Regions from separate parts of the Bombyx mori genome. Here region 1 is linked to region 2. A link is a contact called in public Hi-C data. All regions are on one chromosome and are shown on one strand. The core of a region is the stretch at or near the end of the contact, and the rest is flanking DNA. Distances in the headings are between cores, read along the strand shown. Region 1 holds the start of LOC101735999 (prominin-like protein). Region 2 overlaps LOC101735999 (prominin-like protein).

What was found. Hi-C and Micro-C count contacts between places; a contact is called where the count stands out from the background.
Region 1: a Hi-C map of posterior silk gland shows a contact between it and region 2, with 1.4 times the contacts expected there. The contact joins the promoter of LOC101735999 here to the enhancer-like site in region 2. A contact is called at or near these places in 5 of 7 Hi-C or Micro-C datasets (midgut, posterior silk gland and whole pupa).

Annotation. Positions count from the first base shown.
Region 1 is chr17:16,652,487-16,659,671 of ASM3026992v2, reverse strand. LOC101735999 (prominin-like protein) reads left to right here and starts at 5,512. Exons shown (of 20, transcript XM_062673483.1): 1 at 5,512-6,138. The coding sequence starts at 5,871.
Region 2 is chr17:16,605,544-16,612,527 of ASM3026992v2, reverse strand. It overlaps LOC101735999 (prominin-like protein), which reads left to right. Exons shown (of 20, transcript XM_062673483.1): 4 at 46-233; 5 at 1,153-1,317; 6 at 2,003-2,124; 7 at 3,124-3,289; 8 at 3,371-3,540; 9 at 4,004-4,116; 10 at 4,316-4,420; 11 at 4,778-4,919; 12 at 5,003-5,215; 13 at 5,439-5,621; 14 at 5,971-6,105; 15 at 6,313-6,471; 16 at 6,547-6,668. Among protein-coding and RNA genes, the nearest start is that of TRNAP-AGG, 7.5 kb to the left of the region's middle. Within about 2 kb of position 3,222, at least 3 of the 8 cell types and tissues checked have open chromatin away from gene starts, as enhancers often do.

The sequences.
Region 1 (7,185 bases), core at 4,263-6,762, 45 kb before region 2:
CGGCTGGTCGTAGGACCGTCGAGGCGATTCGCCCAGTCCTTGTGGATTGGGTGAATCGTGACAGAGGACGCCTCACTTTCCGGCTCACGCAGGTTCTCACTGGGCATGGTTGCTTCGGTGAGTTCCTGCACCGGATCAGAGCCGAGCCGACGGCAGAGTGCCACCATTGTGATTGCGACTTGGACACGGCAGAGCATACGCTCATCGCCTGCCCCGCATGGGAGGGGTGGCGCCGTGTCCTCGTCGCAAAAATAGGAAACGACTTGTCGTTGCCGAGTGTTGTGGCATCGATGCTCGGCGACGACGAGTCGTGGAAGGCGATGCTCGACTTCTGCGAGTGCACCATCTCGCAGAAGGAGGCGGCGGGGCGCGTTAGAGACGCGCAAGCCCGCCGCCGTCGAGCGGGGGCCAGGGAGGCGGATTTCGCCCTGGCCCTCTAAGTGTTTCGGGTCCCCCTCATATGTCGGTCTGGGGACCGGCGAGGGGGACCTAAGAAGACGTCGTGCAAGCTGCTCTGCACGCGTTTTACGCAAGAGCATCCGGGTGATGGAAGGCCGGCTATCCTCGACCCACGCTGGTTCTGACCCAGCGGGGTATTCCGTAGGATAGTTCACTCTAACCGGCGCCATCTAGGCGGGCTCCGGATAGCCTGCCGACCGAGAGGGCTGGTGGTCGTGGCGCCGACGACCGCCAGTCCGGCGTCCCGAGGGGGAGGGTGATGGGAGAGATGTGCTCCGCACTAAACACTTCACTTTCCCCCCTTTGCCTTTTCATGGGTTCTGTCTCATGTGAGGTTTGGACGTTGGTTGTTGAGCGACAGGAGGTTTTAGTCGGTTCGACTCCGACATGCTCCGCCCGCCGTCCCCAGAAGGGCGTCCGTGGAGGGCGGAAGTCCGGCGATTTCCTCCTGACCAAAAAAAAAAAAAAAAAAAAAAAAAAAAAGAAAAAAAAAAAAAAAAAAAAAAAAAAAAAAAAAAAAAAAAAAAAAAAAAAAAAAAAAAAAAAAGGTAATTAACCTACATTAAATTGATCTAACTCTATTTTACGCCTAAAACCAGAAGTAAATCATAGAAAGACAAATTCAGTCGTTCAGTATAAAAACCAGTACAATTTCATTGAAAATTAACTTTGAAAGGAACATTTGAAATGCTTCGTTACAGGAACATTTTAATTCCCACTTCCCAGTTTGTTTACTTATTGAATCATAAAAATATGGTATGAAAAGTCCTACTCTTTTTTTTTTTTTTTTTATGATTGAAAGTTTACTGGTGGCCCGAAGGCCTTTCCAGTTTCACCAGGACAGGTGGGCGAGCAAAGGCTCAGCCAAGAGGGGTGGGATTTGCTAACAACTGCCCGAGCGCCTCCGAAGGAGACCTAACAACTCAAGAGCAATTGTTTCGCGAATGAATCTACTACCGGATCGGAATCGCGACCCGCTGAGAAGATCCGGCGAGAAACTCAGCAGGCTGATGCATGGGTTAGGTTGCACGTCGACCTCTTTGTCGAGTTCGACGAGTACGGTTACCGGGGTCCCTAAGCCTGCCCCTAGTATTAGAACTGAAGGCATCTAATGCAAAGGTTATTGGATCTGATGGATCCGTAAGGACGTGTCTAGGGCGTCGACGGTGACTGGCTCCTGCATGATCAGGATTCGGGGAGTAGTCAGCGGCGGCAACGATAAGGCGATTATCATGACGCATAGCCTTATCGAAGTATCGTTCCGACGCTGACTTCATGTATTTCCGAATTGATTCGAGGCCCAAGTCGTCGTGTAGGTCAACGTTCCTCACGAACCACGGAGCCCCGACAGCTAACCTGCAAAAGCGGGATTGTAGGGATTGGAGGGTGTCTATGTGTGTGCGGGCCGCGTGAGCGAACACCACACTCGCGTAAGTCATGACGGGCCTTATGCAAGTTTTGTAAAGTGTCACCTTGTTCCGAAGGGACATTTTACTCCGCTTACAGATCATGGGGTAGAGTCTACCGAGAATAAACGCGGCACGGTCACGGACTGATTTTATATGCGGGCGGAATGTCATCGATGCATCCAGGGTAACGCCCAGGTACTTGACCTTCCTGGCCCAGGGTATGGGTTGTCTAAAGAGAGCAATCGGGGGTGTGAGATTCCTCCTCCTAATCCGGGAGGAAATCCGTGTCGAGCTTCCCCTCTGAAATAGCACCGCAGTACTTTTCGCTGGGTTGATGTCTATGCGCCATTTTCGGAACCACTGTCCTAGGGCTAGGGCTGCGCTCTGAAGCTTCTTCGCGATTAGGGACTTATTTCTACTAGAATAGTAAACAGTCGTGTCGTCGGCGAATAAAGCTAAATGGGTCGGCGGCGACCGGGGAATATCGTTGACGAATAAGCTAAATAGGAGGGGTGAGAGGACAGAGCCTTGCGGGACTCCAGCTGTGAGAGGTCGTGGGGAGGAGCGGGTTCCCTCGACTCGATATCGAAAAGAGCGGTTCGACAAGAAGTCCCGTATGATGAGCGCGAGATCATCGACTAACGCGTCAAGCCGCCTGCCATTCGGGGTTGTGGTGTGTGAGTTCCACCTGATGTGTTTACAATTTAGGTCGCCCGCCAGAATGACAGAGCTCCCCATACCGAGCAGCGCCTCGATATCACTGCTTAGAACGATCTTATCCGGTGGAAGATAAACGGACGCGATAACGATCGGCGCGTGTCCCGTCAGTGAGATTCGGCACACTGATGCTTCGATATTAGCGAGCGCGGGAGGATCGAGCGGGAAGTCCTACTCTACAATGTAGTCCTACTCATAGACTAAACACTTAATATATTTGAGGTCCTACCGTACAATCTATGTGCCGTAAAATGGGGCGATTATTTTATTCAGCAAAGGTAAATAATAAAATGTTTATTGTCATTATTATTATTTGTATTTAAAACATTTACATTGTATATTTATAAATTTATTTATTTAAGTGTAGTATTTATTTAAGTGTGTGTCTGTCTTTTGTTAAAACCTGTTTATTAAATTTTTCTGCGTTTAAACTCAGCTCGCTTCAAAACATCATCATACTTAATAGCAACAAATCATACTTTGAAAACCTCAAATTATCCATTAGTATCCATCTTTATTTACCCATCCCTAAATTTAATGACGTCCCTATGGAGTTAATAGGTAATCTATGGACCTCCCGAAGATAGGGCTCATTGAATTTAGCCCCCCTTTTTTGATTTACGATTTTTTTTATTTTCAATTATTTGTTCGTCATTTGTTCGTTAATGTCCGAATGTAAAAATTGTTTGTTCGTTTTTTATTTATTTATAATTAATTAAACAAATGATCACCCTTAAGTTGGACTTCCTTACTAGATATCTTTCTTTTTATCACTCAGATTAATTAATTTTGATCAATTTTCGATTGTTCGACGATTATTGGTGATTGTTCGATCATAAAAACAATGAAATTCCTAATATATATTTTTTATAATTATTAAGCAAACCATCACCTCACGCCTACATTGCGCATGCGCCGGTTTTGTCAGTCAGCTGGCAATGGCCGTATTTACTAGCATTTTGTTAACAAGTGCGTTTATACTGTCTAATTCTTATGTACAAGGGCGGGATGATAAGTAACTAGCCTAACAATAAAACACTTAACTTTCCGTGATAAAATTAATTTTATTTTTTGACATAGTCTCCGTGAACCTCTACGCATTTATTCCATCTTCGTCCTAAAGCAGTAATACCTTCCATAAAATGATTTCTTTCGAGGCCTGCTAAATACTCTACTACAGCGGCTATGACTTCACCATTTGTGGCAAATTTCTGTCTGCCCAAAAAAGTTTTGAGCTTAGGGAATAAGTGGAAGTCTGATGGCGCTAGATCAGGCAAATAAGGCATACTTCAATTCGTGTAATAAATAGTATCATTTTAACACGAAAGTTGTACTCCTAAAATATTCTTAGAATAATTAGAAATCACTGAAATTTCTATATGCTTGTTAATATTTAATATCATTAAAGATAACTGAATTTATTAAACCGCGCTAATCGTACCGTAACGACTAATTGGCCGTCTTTACTGACATTTTTTTGTTGAAGTATTGTTGAAGTTTGTTAAAGTTTTCAATATTTTTTTGATCTACATAAGAAATAATTAGACAGTATAAACGCACTTGTTAACAAAACGCTAGTAAATACGGCCATTGCCAGCTGACTGACTAAACCAGCGCATGCGCAATGTAGTCGTGAGTTGATGGTTTGCTTATTAGATATAAAATAATTAATAATTGGGAATTTAATTGATTTTATGATCGAACAATCGCCAATAGTCGTCGACCAAACGATAATTGATCATAATTGATTAACCTAAACGATAAAAATAAAGATATCTAGTGAAGGGAGCCAACTTAAGGGTGATCATTTGTTTAATTAATTATAAATAAATAAAAGACGAACAAACAATTTTTACATTCGGACATTAACGAACAAACGACGAACAAATAATTGAAAATAAAAAAAAATCGTAAATCAAAAAAGGGGGGCTAAATTCAATGAGCCCTATCTTCGGGAGGTCCATAGATTACCTATTAACTCCATGGGGACGTCATTAAATTTAGGGATGGGTAAATAAAGATGGATACTAATGGATAATTTGAGGTTTTCAAAGTATGATTTGTTGCTATTAAGTATGATGATATTTTGAAGCGAGCTGAGTTTAAACGCAGAAAAATTTAATAAACAGGTTTTAACAAAAGACAGACACACACTTAAATAAATACTACACTTAAATAAATAAATTTATAAATATACAATGTAAATGTTTTAAATACAAATAATAATAATGACACTAAACATTTTATTATTTACCTTTGCTGAATAAAATATACAGAGCCGTTAATTTGTTCTATTTAAAATAAAGCATAAATCAACATAAAGAGCACAATTTTTGTACATAGAGAATTTGTGACCTACAAACAGAATTTTAATTATAACTTGAGTTATAAAGGTTAGATTCATGGAGTTAATAAGTACCTACAACTCGATAAAATACTATCTCTATGGTTAGATTTGAATTCAAAGTTACCACTACTGAGAACTGTCATTTTAATTAGTAAATTATTATTATTAAAAATCATATCTTTTCGGTAAATTATCTGATTAAACCCATTTAAGGGAGATAAAAGAACACTCACGTGTAGATATTAAAAACATTTTTTTTCTATTCATATTATCTGTTGGATCTCAGTATCTCCCATCTCTATTACACACTATTGGCTTACTATCCTGTCGGAACTTTTTAGCTTAAAACCACTGGACTTAACTTCTTGGGTTCTTTCAAAATGTCTCAGTCAATGGTGGTAATTTTACTGACCTTAATTTCATCCAATTTCATTCGTTTTATTTGATTTCATATAAATTGATCAAAGTCACAAACTAATCAACTACATCTGAATTTGCTTGATCTCTTGAAAAAAGAATGGCTTAAAAGTCTAGTTACCAGGCTATAACATCTAAAAAAAAAATGTTTAGGACGTTCATTCATTGAATCATTCGTGTTCGTGCTATTCATCGACCGACTAGTTCTGTAGGGTGTCCTCGGTCTGGTTTGTCGTGTAACGATTAAATTTACACAAACATGTTAATCTTGACTTAAAACTTGAACAGAATATCATTATTCAGTGTACAAATTCCTCTGGGTGCTCGGTGCCTAATATTATCGCGTTGGAAAATATCGAATTTTGTTTCGTTATCGACTTCGATTGTGTTTGTGTTTAGGGTATCTCGGAGTTTGTTTATCAAACAAACAGTTTACCCCAGAACCAGATATAAATAGTGCATGGTGCATCGATCTTCTGGAAGCCAGTAATGTAAATAGTGTAACGGGAAGAGCCGGCAAAATGTGTCGGTTTTTGGTGTTGGTATTCTGGGTGTGTTTGTGGCGGTGTTCGCGAGCCGAAATCGGACACGACATGAATAAAATCAGCCAGCAACTGATCCTTGATATGTCGGACGTTATGGACCTGGCGACTCCTAATTACTCGACACCCATAATTAACACAACTTATGTGGCCAGTCTGCAATTCGACATGCGAGCCATGGGCCCGCTATACAACTCCACACATATGATCATCGACGCTATCGCCAATAAACAAGCTTATCCTGAAGGTAAGGTTGATTTAAAGAATGTATCCTTCCAAAAGAATTGACTACAAGTCAGTTACAGTATTCACTTTCCGGATTTTTTTATTGCTACAGATGAGCACAAGAGCTCGGAGACCAGCTGGTTTTAAATGGGAATCCCATAGACAATCCCATAGACAATAGGTAGTGAACTCTGTTACCCAACTTGACTGATGAGGTCCAAGTCTCAATTATTCAGTGGCTATCCCATTTTTTAGACCAGAATGCATGACTAATTTCTAGTAGAAATAGGCAGAATTGTGTTGGATACACATGTGTCCTCACACTATACTAGATGAATAATTATAACGTTCATGAAATATTTATCAATATTTTATTTAACTAACTACAATTAATAATGCGTGTTTAGTGTATGATATCTAGTCTCTCTTTCTCAAACACTTCACTTCTTTGGTCATTATCAAGCATAAATTTTAAATATTTTAAATATTTCAATAGGTCAACCAGCCAGCAATATGTTCACATTATTAATGGGTTGAGAGATGAGGATTTTTACTTATATTTATCAATTTTACTTAGATTTATTTACTGGTGGTAGGACCTCTTGTGAGTCCGCACGGGTAGGTACCACCACCCCGCCTATTTCTACCGTGAAGCAGTAATGCGTTTCGGTTTGAAGGGTGGAGCAACCATTGTAACTATACTTGAGACCTAACTATACTGAGACCTTAGAATTTATATCACAAGGTGGGTGGCGCATTTACGGTTGTAGATGTCTATGGGCTCCAGTAACCACTTAACACCAGGTGGTCTGTGAGCTTGTCCACTCATCTAAGCAATAAAAAAAACTTTGTAATTGAACGAGTGCAATTTCAACACAAAACTTTGCATTAATTAGATCAGTTTAATGTTAATTTTAATGAAGTAATTTGTTTAATGCTCTGTGGTGTTGTAATTATTATACAAAAAACTATAATACATTTTTGAATTACATATTTGCTTTTAAAACAACAATAGAAATCTTTTTTTACTTCAGCATTTCTGCTTAAGCTGATTTATAGAAATCACTGA
Region 2 (6,984 bases), core at 1,973-4,472:
AACAGGGTTGGTTTCTATAATACTAAAGCAACATTGATATGTCAGGTTCGGAGTGGTCTGCGCGTTCGCGACGGACTCTCAAGTGGAGGACGGGATGGCGGACGCTCCGGACTCGCTGCGGGACGGCATCCGGGACGCCCAGGAGTTCCTCAACGCGACGCAGGCGCACGCCCGCTGGCTGCTCGTCGTCAACTACAGGGAGCTCAAGGACGCTCTGAACGCGGTGCTCCGCAGTATGTCACCGATTGACATACATTTTAAAATCGTATATCTATACTAATATTATACAGAGGAAAGATTTGTTTGTTTGTTTGTATTGAATAGGCTCCGAAACTACTGAACCGATTTGAAAAATTCTTTCACTGTTTCGAAGCTACACTATTCCCGAGTAACATAGGATATAATTTTTTTTGAAAAAAAAAATAGGAGAAAACTTGAATAATGTAATCAAAGGTGTAAAAAATTACCTAAAATATTCTTTACATCGGGTGCCCTGCGAAAACTATTGATGATAAAATAAAATAATGTACTACGACTTTGTAGAGCACATTAATATTTACAAAAAGTGTCGCGACAGCATACGTCTAATATTATAGTTATGCCACAATAAGTGTTCTTTTATTTTAATGAAAAAAAACAACGTCAGTATCGTTGAAATTTTTGTTAATGACCCGAGCGGAACCGGAGCGGGCCGCTAGTCTTATATATATCTAAGAGCGTATTTTGTGCTTTAAAGCTCACGTATTTAATTTTAGTGAAACAAATATTTAATCATAGTTTATGTTTGTTATTTCAATGCATCAATGAAAATGGAATCTTATAGATTGTAAAACGTATTGTAAGCGTTATGCGACGGGGCAGTTCTCATACAGTAAACGTGAATGTATGTTGACGGGCTTACTGGTGGTAGGACCTCTTCAGAGTCCCTACGGGTAGGCACCATCACCCTGCCTATTTCTGTCGTGAAGCAGTAATGCGTTTTGGTTTGAAAGGTGGGGCAGCCATTGTAACTTACTTGAGACCTTAAAACTTAAGGTGGGTGGCGCATTTACGTTATAAATGTCTATGGGCTCCAGTAACCACTTAACACCAGTTTGTCTGTGAGCTCGTCCACCCATCTAAGGAATAAACAACCGTCCGTTTGTGTCGCAGCGAGCGGCATGACTGTGGCGCTGAAGCTGGGCGAGTTCTCGCACGCGGCGTCGGTGAGCGCGCTCAGCCGCATGGTGGCGCGGCTGGACGACGTGCGCGCCGACCTGCGCGCCGTGCACGCGCTCACCGACGCGCTGCGACACCACGCCGACGCGCTCAACGCAGGTACGCACACTCAATGCTTATTGGGGGATACCCTTGTAGGCAGACGAGCATACGGCCCACCTGATGGTGAGTTGTTACCTTCGCCCAAGGACTTCAGCAATGCCAGGGGTAGAGCCAAGTCGCTGCCTACCGCTTAATACTCTCCACAAGCCTTTTTAAAAAAGAACATGTCATAGCGCTCGGTAAACAGCGTCGAGGGGAGCTCATTACAACGTTCAACGAAAATCTTATGATTATCTTAACATACAATGTATAAGAATTAAGGTAAACGTTGCGGCGACTTTAAGATTAGCACGATCTTGAAATATAATAATAATGATATAACTCTTTATTTAACACCACATGTACAGAGTAAGCATATAAAACAAATAATAGACGGTGACATAAATTGACGGCCTTATCGCTGAAAGCGATCTCTTCCAGGCAACCTTTCAAGGAGAGGAATAAGCAAACTGAATGGTTTTATATCTTAATAAACTTAAATAAAAATATATACTTATATACACATGTGAAAAATAAATACAATATGCAAGTAAATACAAAATAAGTAGCAACTTGTACAGTTATATCGTAGGAGCCATATTATTGTGCAAAGTTGAGCTCGAACGCCTTCATTGAACCGCAGTGGAAGCGCGGTCACACAACACAACGAATACTAACGTGTAGCCGCTAACACCCCGCCCAGGTCTCCGCAAGGTGAAGAACCAGCTGCTCCAGACCCTGGCGCGCTGCGACCAGCCCAACTGCAAGGCTCTGCAGAACAAGTACAAGCTGGGCCAGCTGGACACGGAGATACACTACAGTCAGGTGAGTTGTACGTCTGTACGTGTGAACGGTGCTATCCACGGCCGCGCTGGCGATACCAATGCTTACTTATATATCCCTTTTGAAACCGTCTTGTTTGTGAAAAACTTTAATAGAAGTCTTTGTTAGTTACAGCAAATTAAAAAAAAAATGTTAAAAAAAAAAAACTGTAAACGCTTTTTACTCGGTCTGTACGCGCTCGTCAAGGACTCTTTATAATTCTTTGTTGTGATTGCACGCTGTCCGGGATGTAGATGCTGGACAAGTATTATCCCACGGTGAGTATGAACACAGTCATTGATCTAGTGAGACGTATATTATATGAGCTCATGAATATTACGAAAATTGTTTGCTTGTTGTTGGGTTAGAACAAAGTAAAAAAAACATTGAAAAAATTTAAATTCAACCAAAAAATGAAAAATAAATAATAGTTAAAAAGAACTAAAAAACACGCTTTATATAAAATTCAATACAATATATAATTTTTTACACTATTTTCAATTTAAATTTATTAAAATTTATTTTCTATTTTTTTGTTGAATTTTAATTTTGTTCAATATTTTTTTTAATTTATTTTTAATGTGGAGTTGTCATCGGTCCTCGATAAATCTACAAAGTTTGAATGAAATCTGGCCGTTCAAAGTGAGTCAAAATCGCGTCTAAAGGAGTCAGTTACAAACATACATACATACAAGTGAAGCTAATATAAAGTGTGTAAAAACGCAGCACACCGGCCCCAACTGCGACTGTTCCCTGCGTTATTGTCTGTCGCACGGGTACACTCGACCGGGACTGTTATTACTCGGTAATTGTTGACTTGAACACTAACCACGAGACTCATCCCGGCGTTGCGATGTACATACGCGCCCCTCGCGCACTTACCCGAATATATTTTCTAAATACTTCACTCCGGTTTTTTATAACGTATTTAAAATCGAAACTGGCGGCCGCCGAGTAGTGTAACTGTTGCATTGCGCCTTTGAGTTATTGATGACGCCGCAGATGCCGGACGTGTCTCCGCTACTCAGCAGCGTCTCCGTGCTCCTCGAGGGACACATCCAGGAGGAGGTGGCCGCCGGTCAGCAAGTGTTCAGGGACATACAGTACGGGATCCGGCGCTCCATCGACACCCACATACCCGACGTGCAGAACGCCATCGAGGAGACCGGTACGTCTCGCCGCGCCCTCCGCCCCCCTCCCCCTGTACCTACGTGCGAGTGTCCCTCAGTGATGGTGGTGTCGGCGGCAGGTCGCAAGCTGGAGGGCATCGCGGAGCAGATCACGCAGCTGGCCGGCAACGCGAGCGCGCGGCTGGCGAGCGACGGCGGCGGCGCGGCGGACGCGCTGCGGAGCCTGCACGCGCGCTACGGGCCCTACCGCCGCCACGCCGGGCTGGCGGCCGCGCTCGCGCTCCTAGCGGTCAGTCCCCGCACGCATCTACTCATCCTCTGTATTTATTAAATTTATACTTATTATTATAAAGCTGAAGAGTTTGTTTGTTTGAACGCGCTAATCTCAGGAACTACTGGTTCGATTTGATAAATTCTTTCAGTGTTAGATAGCCCATTTATTGAGGAAGGCTATAGTATAGGCTATATATAACATCATGGTAAGACCAATACAAGTGGAGCACCAATAAAGAATGTTTCAAAATAGGGGTTTAAATAGCTCCTTAATATTCTATAATTCAAAAATATTTTCACTTTCTACGTAAACGAAGTGGGGGTAAACTTTAATGTTATGCCAAAGTGACTCTTTCACACGGACGGAGTCGCAAGCAAAAGCTAGTTAGTTCATATTTTTAATTATAAAAAATACTTGTAAATTTAAAGTGTACGTTAAAGAGAACACAAACCCTAACCGACGGCTGGTGTCGCGGCAGATAACGTTGCTGCTGGTGTGGGGGCTGGTGTGCGGCGTGTGCGGCAAGCGCCCCGACGCGTACGGCGCCGCGGACTGCTGCAACAAGGGCGCCGGCGCGCGCTGCCTGCTCTGGTACCGCGCTCTCTCTGAACTGTCCACTTTGCGAAACCAAAGGTTTTCTCTAGGTCGCAAGACGTGGTGGCCCCTGAGATCCTCACAAATTGCCCATTGAAGTCTGTACATTTGCATCATTTTACTGTTATCTCGTATCGCTTCATGTGCTATATCCTACACACGTGCAACTGGTGCAGTAACTGTGGGTCGGTTGCAGCGGCGTGGGCGCGACGCTGGCGGCGGGCGGCGCGGTGGCGCTGGTGCTGCTGGTGCACTTCGCCGCGGGGCTCGCCGCGCAGCGCTTCGTGTGCGACCCGCTCACGTGAGTGTGCTGTGCTGTGCTGTGCTCACTGCTCACCTCTACATGTAAACTACATATTTCAAGACAGATGAGCGGACGCCCCCTCAATAACGGTAGTACCGCCGCTACTAGACATCGGCCGCTGCTTCTATTAAGAATTTTTAAACCTGATCTGAAGACCATGCTTTCCAGAAACAGATGCGTGGAAATAGTGATCTCCGAGGATGCATTGCGAATGAGCACAGCAGTTCCAGCTAAGAGGGGCGACTAGTAATCCGTCAGTACGCTCCAATTCTCGAATTCATCGGTCTCGGGGCTGGCTGTAGCGCTGTTAATCTCTAACAATAATATGTTGATGTTTAATGTCTCGATCGGCAGAGAGCCCCGCGGTAACCGTCTGTTCGAGGACCTGGAGAAGTTCGTCGACCTGGAGAAGATGCTGTTCAACGAGCGGCTAGACCCCAACTTCAACATGACGTCCGTGCTGCTGCAGTGCCACATGAACCACACCATATACGAGGTGCGCCCGTCCCGACCCGCCCCGCCCCGCCCCGCCACGCCCCGCTCGTGTAGATACTGTTGCTAGAGCCTCGACCTCCGCAGACGCTGCAGCTGCGGCGCGTGTACGACGTGGAGGAGCTGCGGCGCGCGCTGGGGGCCGCCGTGGGGGCGCGCGTGCGGTCCCTGCGCGCCCGCTACCCGCAGGAGGCGGCGCGCGGCCGCGTCACGCTGCTGCGGGACCCCGCCAAGCTCAAGCTGACCGAGCTGGCCAACACGCAGCTCTCGGACTTCGACTTCGACAAGATCCTGGATGCCGTGAGTACCCGCGCGCTCACACACTATACTCCGGTCGCGCGTCAGAGCTGACTCGTAATTTGATTAAATAAATGTATATATTTTATTTTTATTTACACGTTTTTCGTTACTTATTTATTTTATTCGTTTTATAATTATTGTGAATGTGAATGCTGTATATTATTTCCATGAAGTTGAACAGTATTGTGCCCTTTAAGAATGAAGGGTCGGCCGTGGTCCCCAGCTGGAGAGCAACCTGACGACGCTGTCGCTGGAGGAGCTGGGCGAGCGGCTGACGAGCGCGGCGGGCGCGCGGGGGCTGGCGGGGTCGCGGGAGGGGGCGGACCTGCGCCGCGCCGCCGCCGCGCTGGCGCAGCTGCACGCCGACCTGCTGCTGCCCATGCGCAACTACACGCTCCAGCTCAACGTACGAACACCCTCATCCCGCACACACCCTCTACCTCTCTAATTCTTATATAGAAAATAACTCATTTTATTTCTTTAAACTCTTCACCTCCAGACTCCCAAAATGATTATGTACTTCATACCTCATAAACAAAAATGGTGTCATATCTTAAATTCTTTTATAAAACCGCATGTAACAGAAATATTATAGTCCTATTTTTTATTAGTAAATAGTTTTGTATAATTGTATGGTCAAAGCGTGCCGACGGCCCTCGACCTTCAGCGGGGACCTCACGATAATAAACGACACATGCTGCCATACTTAATTCCTGTCGGGTCATAAACTTAGCCTCATAAATGAATTATCTCAGCGGACGGCGACAAAACTCCGCGACGAGCTGCGGTTCAACCAGTCGTCGCTGAAGGCGGCCATCTTGTACCACCTCCACGAGACCAACGAGGCCGAGGACTTCCTCAACAACCAGGGGCCGCAGCTGCTGGAGAACGTGAGTGAAGTTTATGTCCCGCAGTGGTAGGACCTAGGCATTATGGTAGCATTTTTTGTCGTATTCATTGTTCGAAATTAGTTGAACGTAGTTGCTGCCTATGTCATCGTTCTAATGCGATTCACTGAAGGAACGACCCAACGGTATTTTTGGTTGGATAAGTTCCGGGCTGTGAAACCGTGAATAAGTAGAGCACGTTGGGGGCAGATCACGGCGGCGTTCGCGGCGGTGGTGGAGCGCGAGGTGGGCGCGTACGGCGAGCGCCTGTCCGCCGCCGCCGCGCGCCACGTGGGCCGCTGCGGTCCGCTCTCCGCCGGATTCAACGCCACGCGCGACGCGCTCTGCACCAAGCTGCTGCTGCCCGCGGTGAGTGCCGCCCCCGCCCCGCCCCGCCCGCACCCCGCCCCCGACCCCCCGCCTCACCGCGCCTGTGCCCCGCAGAACGGCTACTGGATGTCGCTGGCGTGGGGCCTGCTGGTGCTGGTGCCGGTGCTGGTGGTGGCGCAGCGGCTGGCCGGGCTGTACCTGCAGGCCGACCCCTACCCCGGACCGCTAGTCGAGGCGTGAGTCCACCACTTCTGCTCCTATTCTCCGCTCTACCGCGGCCCCTTACGCTGTCGATAAGCTGTAAAGAACATTGCAACTCTCTTGGCGCGGTCCGCCAGCGCACAACTGTTCTTGTACAATCTATTTTTTAATCTAAAGCAATCATTTTCAGCTTATCGACTAACTAATGAGAACGTGAACTTGTATTGTCTTCTAAATAATTTGCTTAACGTTCAGTCACATATTTCAATATAAATACTACCAATACAAAACCCCAAAAAAAAAACAATTAATTGAACGTTAAATGAGAAGCTCTGTAACTTACAATAGGAC